2 separate regions of the Mus musculus genome follow, and region 2 is linked to region 1. A link is a contact called in public HiChIP or PLAC-seq data. All regions are on one chromosome and are shown on one strand. Each heading gives the region's core, a stretch centred on a gene start, on an enhancer-like site or on the middle of the called end of the contact. The rest is flanking DNA. Distances are from core to core; before and after follow the strand shown.

The links. HiChIP or PLAC-seq counts read pairs in DNA pulled down with a chosen protein or histone mark.
Region 2: a contact with region 1 is called in an H3K27ac HiChIP or PLAC-seq map of VIP interneurons, with 8 times the contacts expected there. The contact joins two enhancer-like sites. A contact is called at or near these places in 10 of 39 promoter capture datasets (the C10 cell line, the SN4741 cell line, cranial neural crest and 5 more), 2 of 484 Hi-C or Micro-C datasets (bone marrow-derived macrophages and embryonic stem cells), 2 of 115 datasets of contacts at active chromatin or transcription factors (VIP interneurons and embryonic stem cells) and 3 of 9 other capture datasets (liver, macrophages and pancreatic islet).

The regions. Positions count from the first base shown.
Region 1 is chr17:27,150,520-27,157,578 of GRCm38.p6, reverse strand. It overlaps Ip6k3 (inositol hexaphosphate kinase 3), which reads left to right. Exons shown (of 6, transcript NM_173027.2): 2 at 1-42; 3 at 6,336-6,534. Among named protein-coding and RNA genes, the nearest start is that of Ip6k3, 14 kb to the left of the region's middle. Within about 2 kb of position 3,153, at least 98 of the 459 cell types and tissues checked have an H3K27ac peak or open chromatin away from gene starts, as enhancers often do. A contact at or near this core is called in VIP interneurons and hippocampal neurons, where this site is marked.
Region 2 is chr17:27,478,971-27,486,253 of GRCm38.p6, reverse strand. All of the region lies in intron 2 of Grm4 (glutamate receptor, metabotropic 4), which reads left to right. Among named protein-coding and RNA genes, the nearest start is that of Grm4, 31 kb to the left of the region's middle. Within about 2 kb of position 5,438, at least 46 of the 459 cell types and tissues checked have an H3K27ac peak or open chromatin away from gene starts, as enhancers often do. A contact at or near this core is called in VIP interneurons and hippocampal neurons, where this site is marked.

The sequences.
Region 1 (7,059 bases), core at 1,904-4,403:
CCCTGCCACTGGCCATGAAGTGCTTCACTCCGAAGTACAAAGGTGAGTAAGGGATGGGGTCAGGGTGGGCTCAGCTGCTGCTGCTACTGTACTGTCACTGGGCATGGGGTGTAAAGGGCTGTGTGGAGACAGAGCCCTCATCCCTGCACCCAGTAGGGCTGTGCTGGTGCTTCTTCACTGAATCGCTCCAAGCTCCCATATTGTGAGTGTTTAATGGCTTTGGAGATAAGGTCAAGCCACTCAGCATCAAAGAATTGGCCATGGCGTCAAAGAATGCCCAGTCCTATGGGGTTCTGATGGGATGTGTGTTCTACTCTGTGCTTTGGGAGCAATCGTGGGTGTGGCTGTGGCTAAACATAGGACCAAGGGAGGCTTCCTGGGCCTCCCTCTGGAGAGCCAGGACAGACAGGACATGGGGAATCTGGGACAGGACTTGCTTAGGAGTCTAGAATACCTACTCTATACAGACAGGGCAAAGGCCAGGCTGCCTTTTGGTGTGTGCGTCTGAGAAAACTATAAGGTGGGCAGGGTGTGTTCTGGAGCCCAGGACAAGGTGGTGGTGGGAAGAGAGCTCTTCTTGGTTTTCTTATCTGATACCCCTCTCCAGATCCAAGGGTAAGAGTCTGGCCCACACCCAGGAGTTGGCAAATGAGGTCCTACAGAGTTGACTGCCAGGTGCCAGCCCAGAGCTGAGTGGGTTCCTAGAGGACAGGCCCTCCGTAAAGAACTTAGTGTTTCATGACTGAAGGCTGCTGCCCTATGCCAAAGGGTCTGCAGGGACAGCAATTATGACACTCAAGTAAGCCCATCAGAAACCATTGTGGGGAGCTAGGGATGTGCCTCCGTCCTCCGGAGAGCGTCTGCCTAGCATGCGTGAGGCCCTGGTTTCCATCCCCAGTTCATGCCTGGAATACTCTTTCTCAGGAGTAGAGACAGGAGGACCAGACGTTCAAGGTTGCCCTTGGCTACGTAGCAAATTCAAGGGTCAAAAAATAAAGAAACCGGCTGTGGTCAGCGGCAGGACAGCTGGGGAGGCTAGATGTGTCTGAGCTGGTGCTTCTGAGTGTGAAGTTTCACCAGGACTCCTGGACTCCATTCTGGACCTGTCAATCAGAACCCAGGGTCATGAGTCAAGTTCAGGTTTAACACTGACCATGGACAAGAATGATGGCTGCTGGGCACCACCACGCCCTGGGCCTGGATGTGACTTCTGAGTATTGTTTCACACTGGGCCTCTGTGACGTCCTGGGAGGTAGGAGAGTTGGCCGTCTGTGGGGCCCCACTCTTACATGCCCCAGCCTTTCCCCACGGTCTTCCGAGGTCACAGGCCAGTGCTGTCTGGCTGGTCATTGTTTATCTTCTCAGACAATTCACTGGAATTAATGTCTGTCCTTCTGTAACTGAACTCAGCATAGCAAAGGGTGGCAGGTCCTCGCGTGAGGCGGGCTGCTGCCTGCAGCAATTCACGCTTGCTTGGCGCAGCTCTGGAGCTAAAAAAAACTGTGGGGATCTGCCCTGGGCAAAGGGGAGAGGCTGCTTGGGTCTTTAGGAGACCCCCACCTCACTCATGCAGACTCAATGTCCTGTCTATGCAGGCCTACGGTCTGCTGGGGATGACAGGGCACCCTCGGGCACTGGACACCTGCCCAGACAGACCTCTGGTTCCTGGGGATGCCTCTTTGGGCTCTGCTAACTCCAATTAGAGACGCTCCCTTCTTAGAAAAAAAAAAAAAGGCTTACAGCCACAAATAAACATTGTAAGTTAAAAATATCATAAATTAAAAAAAAATGCACTTAACAGACAGAGTCTACCTCATGCCCCAGCTTAGCATGTGACCACATGAATCAACTGGGGGTGGCAGCCCCTGCCTGGTGTCCTGAGAGGCCTGTGTCTTGTATCACCAGTCCAGGAAAAGATCAAAACTGAGAAATCAAAAGATGTTTTCTCCTGGATACATTTTGCTCCCACCATCAAGAAGCAGGGAAGTCGTAGGTCAGACTCTCCTGCGCTGAGGGATGCCGCTGGTACCTTTGGCCGAAGGTTGTAGCTAAGTGGACATGCCACAGGGTCTAGGTCAGCCTTGCCTTTAGGATGTCTTACAAATGGTGTTTCTAAACACAGTGGGGAATGGCTGGAGCCAGGAACCTCCTGACTCCCTAGGATAATGGATGAGTACCAGCTAGCCTGAGAGGGCTTGGTGGCACCCCAAAGCCAGGCTTTGATGAAGCAGAGCCTGGAGCGTGATCCAGGCAATGTGAGGAGACCCTATAGGCTCAGAGTCCAGCAGGGCTCCCCCAGTCACTCTTAGATACTCGCAGTAGAGCCGGGGACCAGTAACGGAGGTGGCTGGTTTTAATCAGTAAGAAGCTGTAGTGGCCTGTCCCTGGTACTTGCTCTGGGCCATTGCAAGAGGCCCCAGTTTACATAAACCTCATAACTCCTCTCAGAAGCCAGCACTTTCATAACCCCAGAGACGCAGATAAAGAAAGCCAGCTTGCCTGGGGCTACACAGCCGAGAGAGGTGGGCCTGGGGTGTGAAGCCCTGATGTCTAGCTCTGTGGGTTCTTGGCTCTATTCACCCACTCCACTGAGATACCTGGCGTGTCCATTTCAGGGTCCATCTAGCCCCAGGAGGGAGGAGATGGACTCTCTCAGAAGTACTTAGGCAAAACATCATGCCAGCCAGTTAGATAACCTTCTGCTTCCGCATAGAAATAGCTTTCGCAGAGAGGTGGAGCCATTTCTAAAATGGCTACTGCGTGCCACGGAGCCCATCACAGTGCCTTCCCCGACAAAGACATCAGGGAGAATTTGGGCTAGGATGGCATTCTGAAGGAAAGTGCTGTGTCCCTGCAGCTTGCTCTAGACCTTAGCTGGACTCCTAGTATGGCCCTCTTGAGGCTGAGTTCCTTGCCTCTCAGTCAGCCTTGGGTGAATGAGCACAGGCACCCGGGCTCAGTTGGTAGAGGGTTTGGCCAGATTCATATTACAGATGGCGGCGGTGAATGTTCTCATAAGCTTAAAATAAGCACATGATACAATTTCTGCCAAGGCTCGGGAAGCTGTTTGGTCAAACCGAAATTGCTGAGATGCTCCGGGCATGCCAATCGTGGCAGTAAGCACTCTGTCTGCCCAGCTGGCACGCTCTCGGGCTGAGATGCATGGGACGGGCTATGGCAAGCCCCAAGGCTCCCAGTAGGGCCTCAGCAACAGATCCCAGGTCTCCAGGTCTCAGACCCACAGACACGAAGCCTCCTGACTGTATAGCGCAACCCAAGCACCGGAGAGTCTGCCTTCTCGTGGGTGAGGGCAGGCAGCTCAGCACAGTTTACAAGGGAGATCTCAATGGGCCGGCTCCAGGGGAGAGCTGTGCTGAGCCCCGGCTGGGTGAGAGAGGAGAGAAGGAGGTCACAGGAGCTAGAAGACAGCCGGACAAGATGATGAGCCCATCAGAAACAGAGAGAGAGCTGCAGGAATGCTGAGCTGGAAGCTCTGGCTGTATGAGAAATGGAAATGACTTTTGGGTTATATCAGTTGTGGGTTATTTGCACCCCCTCTCCCCGGCCTTTACGCAGGCACTCGACCCGATGAGCTCAGACAGGCGTGGGGCCTGGAGCAGCGGGGAAGGTCACATTTCTTGTCTCTCTGGGGAGGCCTCCTGGGCACAAGCTGCCAAGAACTGTGTTTTCTGGCAGCCGTGTCACCGTAGGCTCTCAAGTAGAAAAGGCCATGGGCTGCCAGATGGGAATGTGAAGTCTAAGAGACCCTAAAGGACATTGCTTTTAGCCAGTGGAGCTTCCTGGACCCACTAGGCAGCTGGAAGGGCACAGACTCACTCCAGGACAGGCACGGGGGCGGCTAGGGCTCTCCCTTTGTCATAGAGGACTCACGTTGAGAGCTAGAAAGGTCTCCTCCCTTAACAAACACCTCCTGCCCGAGGACTCCAAGCTAGAAACGCAGAGGCCATGCAGGGCTCGACTCATGACTTCTCTGTCCCCTCCACAGAACAGACCAGCCAGAACCAGTATTTCTGGGAACACAGCAGGAGTGTCCCATATGCACTTGTGGGTAAACAGAACCCAATTGTGTCAGACTTTCCATGGAATCTTGGGAAATGTGTTATAACATGCCCTTTCCTTAGCAGGCACGTGTTAGGTGGCTCTGTGGCACACTGGTCATGTGACCTTGGCTCAGACTCCACCCCCACCCCGACCCCCAGCCCTCTGCATCAACTTATGGATGTGCTGTAATTTCAAAACCACAAGGGGAAAGTGCCAGTCCTGGGCCACATAGTGTAGGAGAGATAAAGAAATGTCCCTATCTGGCCACCCCCAGGCACAGAATGAGGGAGCTTGACAGGAGTGGTTCAGGATGATGCTGGTGTCAGATAAGCACAAATATCAACAGCATTATTTACTACTCTGTGTCTTCAGGACATGGAGACCTGGGAGGGGTGGAGGAGAAGCAGATGTTTCAAGAGTCTGAGAGAACTGAATGTCCCTCCCCGCTGCAGAATGAGGCCACTAGGAATCTGAGATGACAGAACTTGCCTAGGGATTCCACTGGGCTGGGTATAGTGGACTCTGGAGAGCCACCCCAGGAGTGGGGGTCCACACTGACAGTCCCCAGGGACTGGGCCGGGATTCAGGAAAATAATTCAGCAGGCTTCCCTGTCTGCTCAGGGGAGTAGCCACTCATAGGGGGGAGGTAACCAAGGAGCCTGGGGAGAAACAAGTATAGAGCACATAAAACGTGTGACCCTACCTCCTCTCCATCTCTGTCAGTAGGACACAAACCATGTTCAAGAGAGTTTTTGTAAGGGGCTCTTTGCAGAAATCCATGCAGACTCGAGTGTGCACTGAAAACTGTAACCACTTCAAGCATGCAGGGCGGGAGGGAGGGAGAAGAGACTCCAGTGGAACGTTGCAGCACCTGACCTACCGACAGGGACACAGGGCAGGGACACAGACGCTGAGTACCTTCCTTTCCTGACCCCTCACCTCCACAAGAGCCCCACTGCCAGAGCCACTGGAAAGTAGAGAAAGCACAGGAAGGCATGGGGCACTGGATGGGGTCAGCTCCTCAGCACCAGGCAGGCAGACAAGCTGAGAAGAGGGTGAAACTAGGAAGGAAGGAAGGAAGGAAGGAAGGAAGGAAGGAAGGAAGGGAGGAAGGAAGGAAGGAAGGAAGGAGGACAGGACAACCAGATGCCCTGTTCTCAAAGAACGGAAGGCTGTCTGTGATGTGGGACTAGGACAAGGCCAGGAACCACAGAGGGAGGCCGGGGCTTCTCCGTTGTGACAAGGACTCCACAAGGTGACTGTGCAATGCTAACTGCCCCTCATCCATAGTTTTGTGTCCCACCAAAGTATCCGAGGAGACTGCAAAGCATTTCAGATGAGCTCAGGGGAGGTCCTTGCCTACACAGCCCGTGACATTCCTGCTTTGATTACCAGCTGTGGAGGTTAAAGGCACCCCGTGTTAGGGAAACCTTGAAGATTCTAGGGCAGTGGTGTCAAGCTCCCTAATGCTGAGACCCTTAAATACAGCTCCTCATGCTGTGGTGACCCCCCCCCCCACCCATAAACCTTTTGGTTGCTTCTTCATAACTGTAATTTTGCTACTGTTATGGATCGTAATATAAATATCTGATATGCAGGATATCTGATTTGTGACCCCCAAGGGTCATGACCCACAGGTTGAGAACCACTGATCTAGAATTTCCCCTAAGAACGACACATATCCCAAATCCCACATGCTATTATCTTCAGCCAGCGATGACGGCTGGGTACCGATGGGAAAGGCAGAAGGGAAGACTGTCTGAAGTAGGGCAGAACCTTGAATCCTGCAGCTGCCTCAGGAGGGCTTTCTAGAAGAAGCTGGCTGGATGAAGACAGATGAGAGGATAGAGATGGCTGAGCAGGCAGAGGGGAATGGAAAAGGGATGGGCCAGGCTTCTCTTCATTGGCGCCCCCTGGAGGCGGGGAAGTGGGAAGGCACCTTCATAGAGGACCAGCTCTAAGGGATCCCAGGTTGTATGTGGATGAATTGTTGGTCCTGGTGTGATGGGGAAGGCGTGAGCAACCTTGAAGTTGGGAATCTAATTCTAGAACAGTGTAGGAAGTGTGAGCGGTGCGGTGAAGAAACAATCCTAGGTCACCCCTAGCTACAGGGTAGGCACTGGGGACATATTCGGGTTCAGGCAGAGCCACCCTAGTCTTGACTCTTCCTTGAGAGAGCTTCGAGGGAGAGAAGGAAACTGCCTAGGGCCATCAAACTCAACAGTTATGACCCATGACCCAGTGTGTTCTCCCCTCCCTCCTGTGTCCTGCAGGTACCATCACAGTGCGTCTCCGGAGAGACAGCAGAGGCCACCTTGGCCTGGTTGCCAACCCACTGAAGGAGAACCTGGAGCCTTTCCAGGTCTCCCCAGAGTCCAGAGCGGTAGCTCTCTGGCAGACACTTCAGCAGACAACCGGCAGCGAGAGCAGCCCCTGCCCCCTCACCCAGCTGGCTCGCTCACTGAAGGAGAGGTAAGGACCACTGAGCAGGGAACAGGGAGCTGGGTGACTGTCCCTCAGCATGCACCACACTGTGCCCAAGGCCAGCCAGTCCACGTGGGGGTTAGCTTCTAGAAACTGAGACATTCAGATAAAGGCTGTTGCAAAAGAAAGGGCTGTCCCTTCTTGGGGAGGATGGTGTGTGTTCCAGAGCAGATCTCTGGTACCTGCTCGGTTTAATTAAATACCTGCTTCACTGAGACCATGCAGGTCTCAGGGGGAGAGTATGCAGGCGCAGATCTTGGAATAGTTTACAGAGAGGAAGTGTGCCTAATTTCTCTTGGAAGTCAGCTTTGAGCAGATCGCAGGGAAGAGTTAGGGAGAGTGAGAGCCCCTGGAGACAAAACAGCCCCAGGGGCCTGAGGACCTTAGAGAGATCTTAGGAGCCTCTGATAACTGTCTGCTGACCTTTCCCAGAGTCCCTTGGGGGCAGGAGCTGATACAGTAACGATGTTGCTCTTCCCCAAGGAGCTTCAGATCTAATTAAGTTTTTGGTTC
Region 2 (7,283 bases), core at 4,189-6,688, 330 kb before region 1:
GGTGTGTGTACCCAAGGCCTACAGGGTGACACTCTGAGGGCCTGGGTACTCTGCGCAGGGGGACGAGGCAGGGGTTGGACTCTGGTTTGCTGGGCAGTCTTCCTCAGCTGTGCTTCCTGGCTGGGGGCCCAAGGTGGTGTTTCCCGTCACTGGTGTCTCATCGGACTGTGGTGAGCACCGGCCCTGTCTCTGATATCCCCAGCAGCAGGGTCCTCTCCCTCCCCCGCCCACATGTGCTGCTGCTGCTGCTGTTGCTGCTTCTGCTGCTGCAGCAGCAGCAGCAGAAAGGCCCTCTCCTGTCTGTGGCCATGCGTGAGTGAACTTTTTTTTTCCTTTTTAGTTTTGGCTAAGCATTAGAGATGGAAATGGGAGTGTATGAGTTGGGGAGTCCTGACTCCTGCCTGGTGTCGTTGTCCCGCATAGTGGCATAGTTATAGAGCTGTAGAAGGGCTATTGCCTCCCTAGGGGTGGGGAGAGGCGGGAACAGAGAGCCTGTTTAATTTAATTCCCTGTTTTATTGCTCGTTGGATAAATAACCTTCATTAAGACAGAAAAGCATGGGGCGGGCGGCGGGGGACACGGACAGGGAGAAGTTTGATTAATTTCGAGCTGGTTTCTCATCTGTTAATTTTCTTCCGGTTCAGCAGGATTATTTAAACAAATTACAGACATTACTGTCCTCTTCTTCCCCCTGCAGGACTGTGGCCCTCAGGGAGGGCCCTGGCTCCTTTTTCTACCGTGGTTATTTAAGGTCAACTTAGGGGCAAGAAAGGAGGTTCTCCCACTCCACTTGCTGGTGAGGGTCTCCCTGTTCCTCATGCAGTATTTGGGGCTGGGATGGAGAGGTCGCTGGCAAGGCAGGGTAGTTCCACAGTCTAGGCTGCTCCAGAGCCCCCATGCCCTGTGTAGAGGATAGCATGCATGGGACTCAGAGTGCTGTGTGTGTACACGCCTGTATTCTTGCATGCGGAGTCTTGGGTGCCCTGTGTGTATGAACTCTTGTATTGTTGAATGTATGGGGGTGGTATCTCAGGTGCCACTATGTCCCCAGCATGCTCTGTGTCACACATACAGGCCTGGTTCACAGGGCTGTAGACAGGCAGGAACTGGTTAGACTGGAGAGGGAGATGAATACAGGGTAGCAGAGCCAGGGGTAGCAAGGCCAGGGGGTAGCAGAGCCAGGAGGTAGCATGCCCATTAGTGCGGAGCCATGCTCCCAATGCCAGGGAGTGCCATGCTCGTGAGCACAGAGCACAACCATGTCCATGTCAGATCTAGAACTTCTGAAAGCAAGGGGGACTCAGCTCCATGCTGGCTTATGTGTAAGCCACCTGCTTGGAAAACCCTGTCAGAGGCACAAGCTGGAGGAGTCCATGGCTGAGGAGGGTCTGAAGTGAGAGATTCTTTCCAGGGACATGGATGGGTCTGACACCAGGATGGGAACCTCAGATTGGCCACAGGTGCTAGAAGAGCAGAGGGACCGGACAGGGCCTTGGCTTTTCCAGCTTTTGCCATGCTGAGGATGAACTCAGGGCCCCGGTGCATGCAAAGCAGGCATTTACCGCTATGCTATAAGGGCTCTTGTTTTTGAGGAGCCGGCCATGTAGCTCAGGCTGGCCTCAAATGTGTAATGCTCCTGTCTCAGCCCGAGTGCTGTATTCAGCTCACACTCTCCTGTGATGATCCCACTGTCTGCTCTCCCGGGAGACCTTGTCCTGCCTGCTCTCTCAGCTCTGTTCCTTGAGCTGGCTTTGGAGACGCACTTGAATTGTATGGAGATTTTGGCCCCCCTCCCCCCCCCCCCCCCCCCCCCCCCGCAAGGTGGAAAAGGCTCCTCTTTCTGCAGGACTGTTGGTGCCTGGCTGGATGCTGAGCCTGTGGGCACTTCCTGCCCACTCCTGGGAGGTTTGGATTAGACTCAGATGCGCTGGTGGTCCTCATGAATTTGGGGGGCGGTGTGTCAGGGACACATTTGGTGCCTGGGGGCCCAGATTTCAGTGGCAGCTGCTGAATGGGAGCCTCAGAGCCTCTGAGTCTTGCCTTGGGGTTCTCAAGTTATCGAGGGGAAATCACATCAGCCATAGCAGGTAGATCTCTAAGGCAGGCCTGAGATGAAGTAATGTTGTTTTATGTGGGTGGTGACCTCCGGATGATTGTGGAGAAGAGCAGTGTCATGGGAAAGGGCTGCCTAGAGTCTTAATGAGTGAATCCCTTTGTGGGCAGCAGACCAGTCACTAAGTCCTTCTCGGCACTAGAGAAGGGCTGTCCCATACTCTACCATGTCCCATTGTCTGGGCCATGGTGGGCACATGAAATGTGGTGGCAATGTTGAGTGGCACGTGTGGAGGTTTCTGCAGCAAGAGGCTGGCAGCAAAAAGCGGGGGCTGCCCACTCCCTATGGCACCTGCTGTCCAGCAGCAGCAATAGCCTCCTTGGCATTTATAAGCTGAGAATCTTTGGAGGCTGTCCCTCTCTGGGTCCCTGGGGTTCAGAGGTGACAGAGACTCAATCTTGTTCCCCATGGAGGTGGCAGATTTTACTGGCACGTAGAATAGAAGTAGAGTTGGCCCAGCCACTCACCACCTGGGTGACATTAAACATGATCCTGCACCCTGGAGGGATAGAGAGCACCTGTCCCCTTGGAGGGGTGGGGAGAACCTGTCCCCTTGGAGGGGTGGGGAGAACCTGTCCCCTTGGAGGGATGGGGAGCACCTGTCCCCTTGGAGGGGTGGGGAGCACCTGTCCCCTTGGAGGGGTGGGGAGTACCTGTCCCCTTGGAGGGGTGGGTAGCACCTGTCCCCTTGAGAGCTGGCAGCAGCCTGTTCTGATTATTGAATGAGCCTGGGTGAGGAAGGCCAAGGGAGAGGACTCCAGTTCTGTGAGTGGGGGTCAGAAGAACACCCACAGGGATGGGTTCTTTCTCTCCACTGTGTGGGTCTCAGGGATTACACTTAGGCTGACATTCTTCGCAGCAGGCACCTTTGCCCCCTAAACCATCTTGAGGACCTCTGCATAAACTTTCCTCCAACAGAATCTTGATGGGACCTGCGTAGGAGAATCAGCAACTGTGGACAACAGCTCCTTACTGGTCCATAGTCGTTCATATCCGTGGTCTACATCCTGGGCTATGGGAGGTGGGCAGAGGCAGACAGTGTGTTCTCCTCAGGGTCTGAGGGAGGTGTGTGATGTCTCAAGAGAGTCCGTGAGGTGAGGGAACAGCAGGACCCAGGCCTTGGGATGCGGGAAGTGCAGACCAGAGCCAGGGAGCAAGGAGAAGGGAGAGGTCAGACCAGGGGAGAGGTCAGGAGAGACTGAGCTAGCTTAGGGTTTTGTTTGTCCTTCCAGCTGTGGGTGGGAATGCTTATGTGTGCAAGGGGGTGAGTGTGTGTGCGTGTGTATGAGTGTGTGTGCGTTCTGGATGTTTCCAGAAGAAAGCTGGCAACACCAGATAATAAGCCAGGCTCAGACAGCGAGGAAGACTCAAGGTCTTGAAGATTCTTTGGCCTGAATGCAGAAAGGACTTAGTGGCTCTTCTGAGGCTGTTCCTGCTCTGGACACTTGTTGGTGTCTCCAAAGGTGGTCAGCTGGGTGAGATCCTGACCTTCAAGAATCAGAGAGTGAGCATAGAGACAGGCAGGTGAGGGCATGGGGCTGGGCGGGGTGGGGTGGGGTGGGGGTGGTGGTGGTGCTCTGAACCCTGGGGTGCAGGGCTGAGGCAGGAAAGGGAGGCTGTGCTAACTGAGGAGGCACAGGACCCAGAAGGAGACCACACAGTGAGATGCCACAGTGAGGACAAGCACAATAGAGGCCAGTTAGGGGAGAGCTGCCTGCTGGGGACTCTAGCGGGGCACCCAGCCTGGGAACCCCGAGGCTGTGCCAGTTGTCAGTTGTGAGTTTTTTCTGCTTCTGGCTGCACCCCCAGCCCCTTCTCCCAGATAAACCCCAGAGCCCCAGTGGGGCTTCATTCTGGCTGCCTGGCCAGTCTGACTGTGGCCTGGCTGTGGATATAAATCACGGGGAGTGTTGATGGTGTGACTTTTATCGTCTCATGTGTTCAATGATGTTAAAACATCCCATTATATCATCTTATATTAATATGGTGCAGTCCATCACACACACACACACACACACACACACACACACACACACACAGTCTGATGGAACAGTGGTGGACAGCAGAGTGGCTCATTTCCTTGAAGGCTAGCCACGCCCCCACCACTTGTGCTCGGCAGCTAAGAGGACCTTAGGGCACCTGCATAATAATAACCGCTTTGGGCATTGAAGATCCTCCTGGCCCTGCCCTAACTCCTGAAGCTCCTGGAGGGTCATCAGGTTTGGGACAGGTTTTCATGAGATCCTGCTTGCTGTAGAGCCCCCTCCCTCTGTTCTTGATGAGAGCCAGGCAGCTCATTAAATTCTCACTAAACGGGAGGTGCAGGTGGAAAGTTGACTGCTCAGGGGTGCAGGGCACGGGGTGGGGTGGGAGGTGGGGGTGTGGGGGTGGGGAAGCAGCAAGAGCAATCCTGACCCTTATTTACACTGTCTCCTGGGCCCAGACACCGGGTGGGTGAGGGGCTGGGGGCTGTGGGTTGAGAACACTCAGGCAAAGCCCTCAGACATGGGTTCAAATCCTGCCTTACAATTTGCTGTTTGAACTCTGGATCTGTTTCCTCATCTGAAAAAGAGAGTTAACAGTGGTGCTGTTGTGTGTGAGGACTGACAAGATGGTCTGTGTGTGTGTGTGTGTGTGTGTGTGTGTGTGTGTGTGTAGCACAGAGTTGATTCTTAGTGTGTCACAAATGCTGAGATGAGTCACCACGAACACCCTCCGTTGCTCACCTGTTGACAGGGCTGCCGGGCCTGATGTGTACGGGCCCCCCTCCATGCTTTCCTGTTATCTTTCCTGTTTAGCTCCTAGCTCAGGCCCTGGGGTCCTGAGGCCACCTGGGCTGGTCTAGTATGACCTGGTGACCTGGATAAGCCCTTCCATGTCTCTAACCTGGGCAAAGCCTTCTTTCTTTAGTTTATGGGGATTGAAGCAAGAGAGCAGAGAGGTCCCACATTTGGCCATCCACACCCTGGACAGGATAATGGCTTTAGGCACCTAGGTCCTCTGCCTCTTTCCCCAGCTTCCTTCCTACCCATCCTCTTGGATGCCCCTCACCATGGCCTCACTACGACTTCGACAAAGACTCAATTCTCATCACAATGCCCACTTTGCAGACAAAGAGACTGAGGCTCTATTACCTGCATCTCATCTCTGGGAGCTTGGTTCTAGCTCTCCTTGTAGCGAGCACAAGGGCTGTCTGTGGTCCTGGGTGTGCGAGCTTGGCTCCGGCCCTCCCCTCCAGGCCTCAGCCGCCACCCACCTCCCCTAAGATTGACACGGACGAGGGGCACAGTCAGCGAGCAAACCTGCTACCCTGAGTGTAGTTGATTGATCTACATTTTGCTTATGAAGTAGGGCAAGTGCTGATTTGAGGATCTTGTTTGCTCTCGGCCCAGGGCTGGCGCCCGCCCGCCAGCTCGAACAGCCTTATCTGTCTTCAAGCCCTTCCTCCAACGCACTGGTGCGGCTCTTTTGTCAGCCGATGCCAGGAAAGCTGGGCTCTCTCCTCCCTCCGCACCCCATCCTCCACACCCCATTCTTCTCCAGCTCCCAAGCCTCACAGTAGGGGTGTGTGCTGGGTTCCTATGAAAATATGCACCGCTTAAAAGGGCAAGCAGGGACTGAGCACGCGCCTTCCAGGGGCATATCTGCCCAGGGCCCGTTGCGGTGCTGCCGATTCCATCCAGGAAAACAATTCAGAACAGGAAATTAATCCAAGCGCAAGTTTCCTGTATTGATAGGAGGCTGAGCAGCCAGAGTGGAGGCAGGAGTGTTAGACAGAGTGTCACCGTGGGATCAGAGAAACAAAGGTCTGGCAGAGCCCTGCAGGCCAGAGGCATCATGGGAGGTGGGGGAGTCAGTATTGCCCTTTTGTGGGTATTATCATAGGTGGCCCATTTACTGCCCTGGCTGGGTACCGGGCAGAGTGAGGCCTCCCTGGCAGGCTGCCTATGCTGTAAATGAGGGCGAATAGGGCAGATCATGTGCACTGCTGTGCGGAGGATATCCTGCAGCAGGGAGGACCACTGCGAGGTCCTGAGGTACGATGTGCCCACAGGACCCAAGGTATGGAGGGAGGCTGGCATGACAGGAGCTGCTGGGGGCCAAGGTGGTGTGGGAAGAGATGGGGTCAGAGGTCATGCACGTGAGAATACTCCAAATTAATTATTCTGATGGACTGCCTTGCTGTGAGCTGCAAGGGAGATATGGCCTGATACCCACGATGTGAGCACCCAGATCCCAGACAGGGTGTCTCTGTGTAGCCCAGGCTTTCCGGGAACTCACTACGTAGACCAGGCTGGACTCACAGAAACCCACCTCTCTCTGCCTCCCAAGTGCTAGGATTAAAGTTGTGTCAATGGCGTGGACTCTTGCCCAGTCATTCCCTCAGTGTGTTGCTGTGGTGGTTTGAATGTGAACGGTTTCCCAAGGGCTCATGGATTTGAATACTTGGTTTGAGAATACTTGAAAACTGTTTGAGAAGGATTAGGAGGTGTGACCCCCCCCCCCCCGTCCCTTCCTTCTCCCACTTGCTCTGCTCTGATCACTCTGGCCCCACTCGTAGGTGTGGTCTTCTTGGAGGATGCTTTCTACTGGAGGTGGGCTTTGAGATTTCAAAAACTCAAGCCACGAACCAGGCAAGGTGGCACACACCTTTAATATAGCACTCGGGAGGCTGAGGCCAGCCTGGTCTACAGAGTGAGTTCCAGGACACCCAGGGCTACACAGAGAAACCCTGTCTTGAAAAACAAAACAAAACCAAGCAAACATCTGACGACGCCAGCCATTCGCAGTTAGCTCTCTCTGCCTCATGCTCTGGGATGTCTGCATCACCGCTCCAGCGCCATGCCCGTGTGCCCTTGTGCCTGCTGCCACATTCCTGGCTAGGATCGTCATGGACTCTAACCCTCTGGAACTGTAAGGCCCAACTAAATTCTTCTAGAAGTTGCCTTGGTTATGGTGGCTCATCACAGCAATAGAGAAGTAACTAAGACAGTTGCTTAGAGAAAAGAGAGGCCTACCCAAGGCTGTGCTGTGCTGTGAGGGACAGGGTACAGCAAGAGTTCTGGTGACAGGTGCTGTCCTGACCTATGGGACACTGGCAGCTGTAGACTATGTCCTCCTAGGGAGTAGTCCTCTTTGGCATCCTGGGGGATGTAGGGGGCAGCAGGGT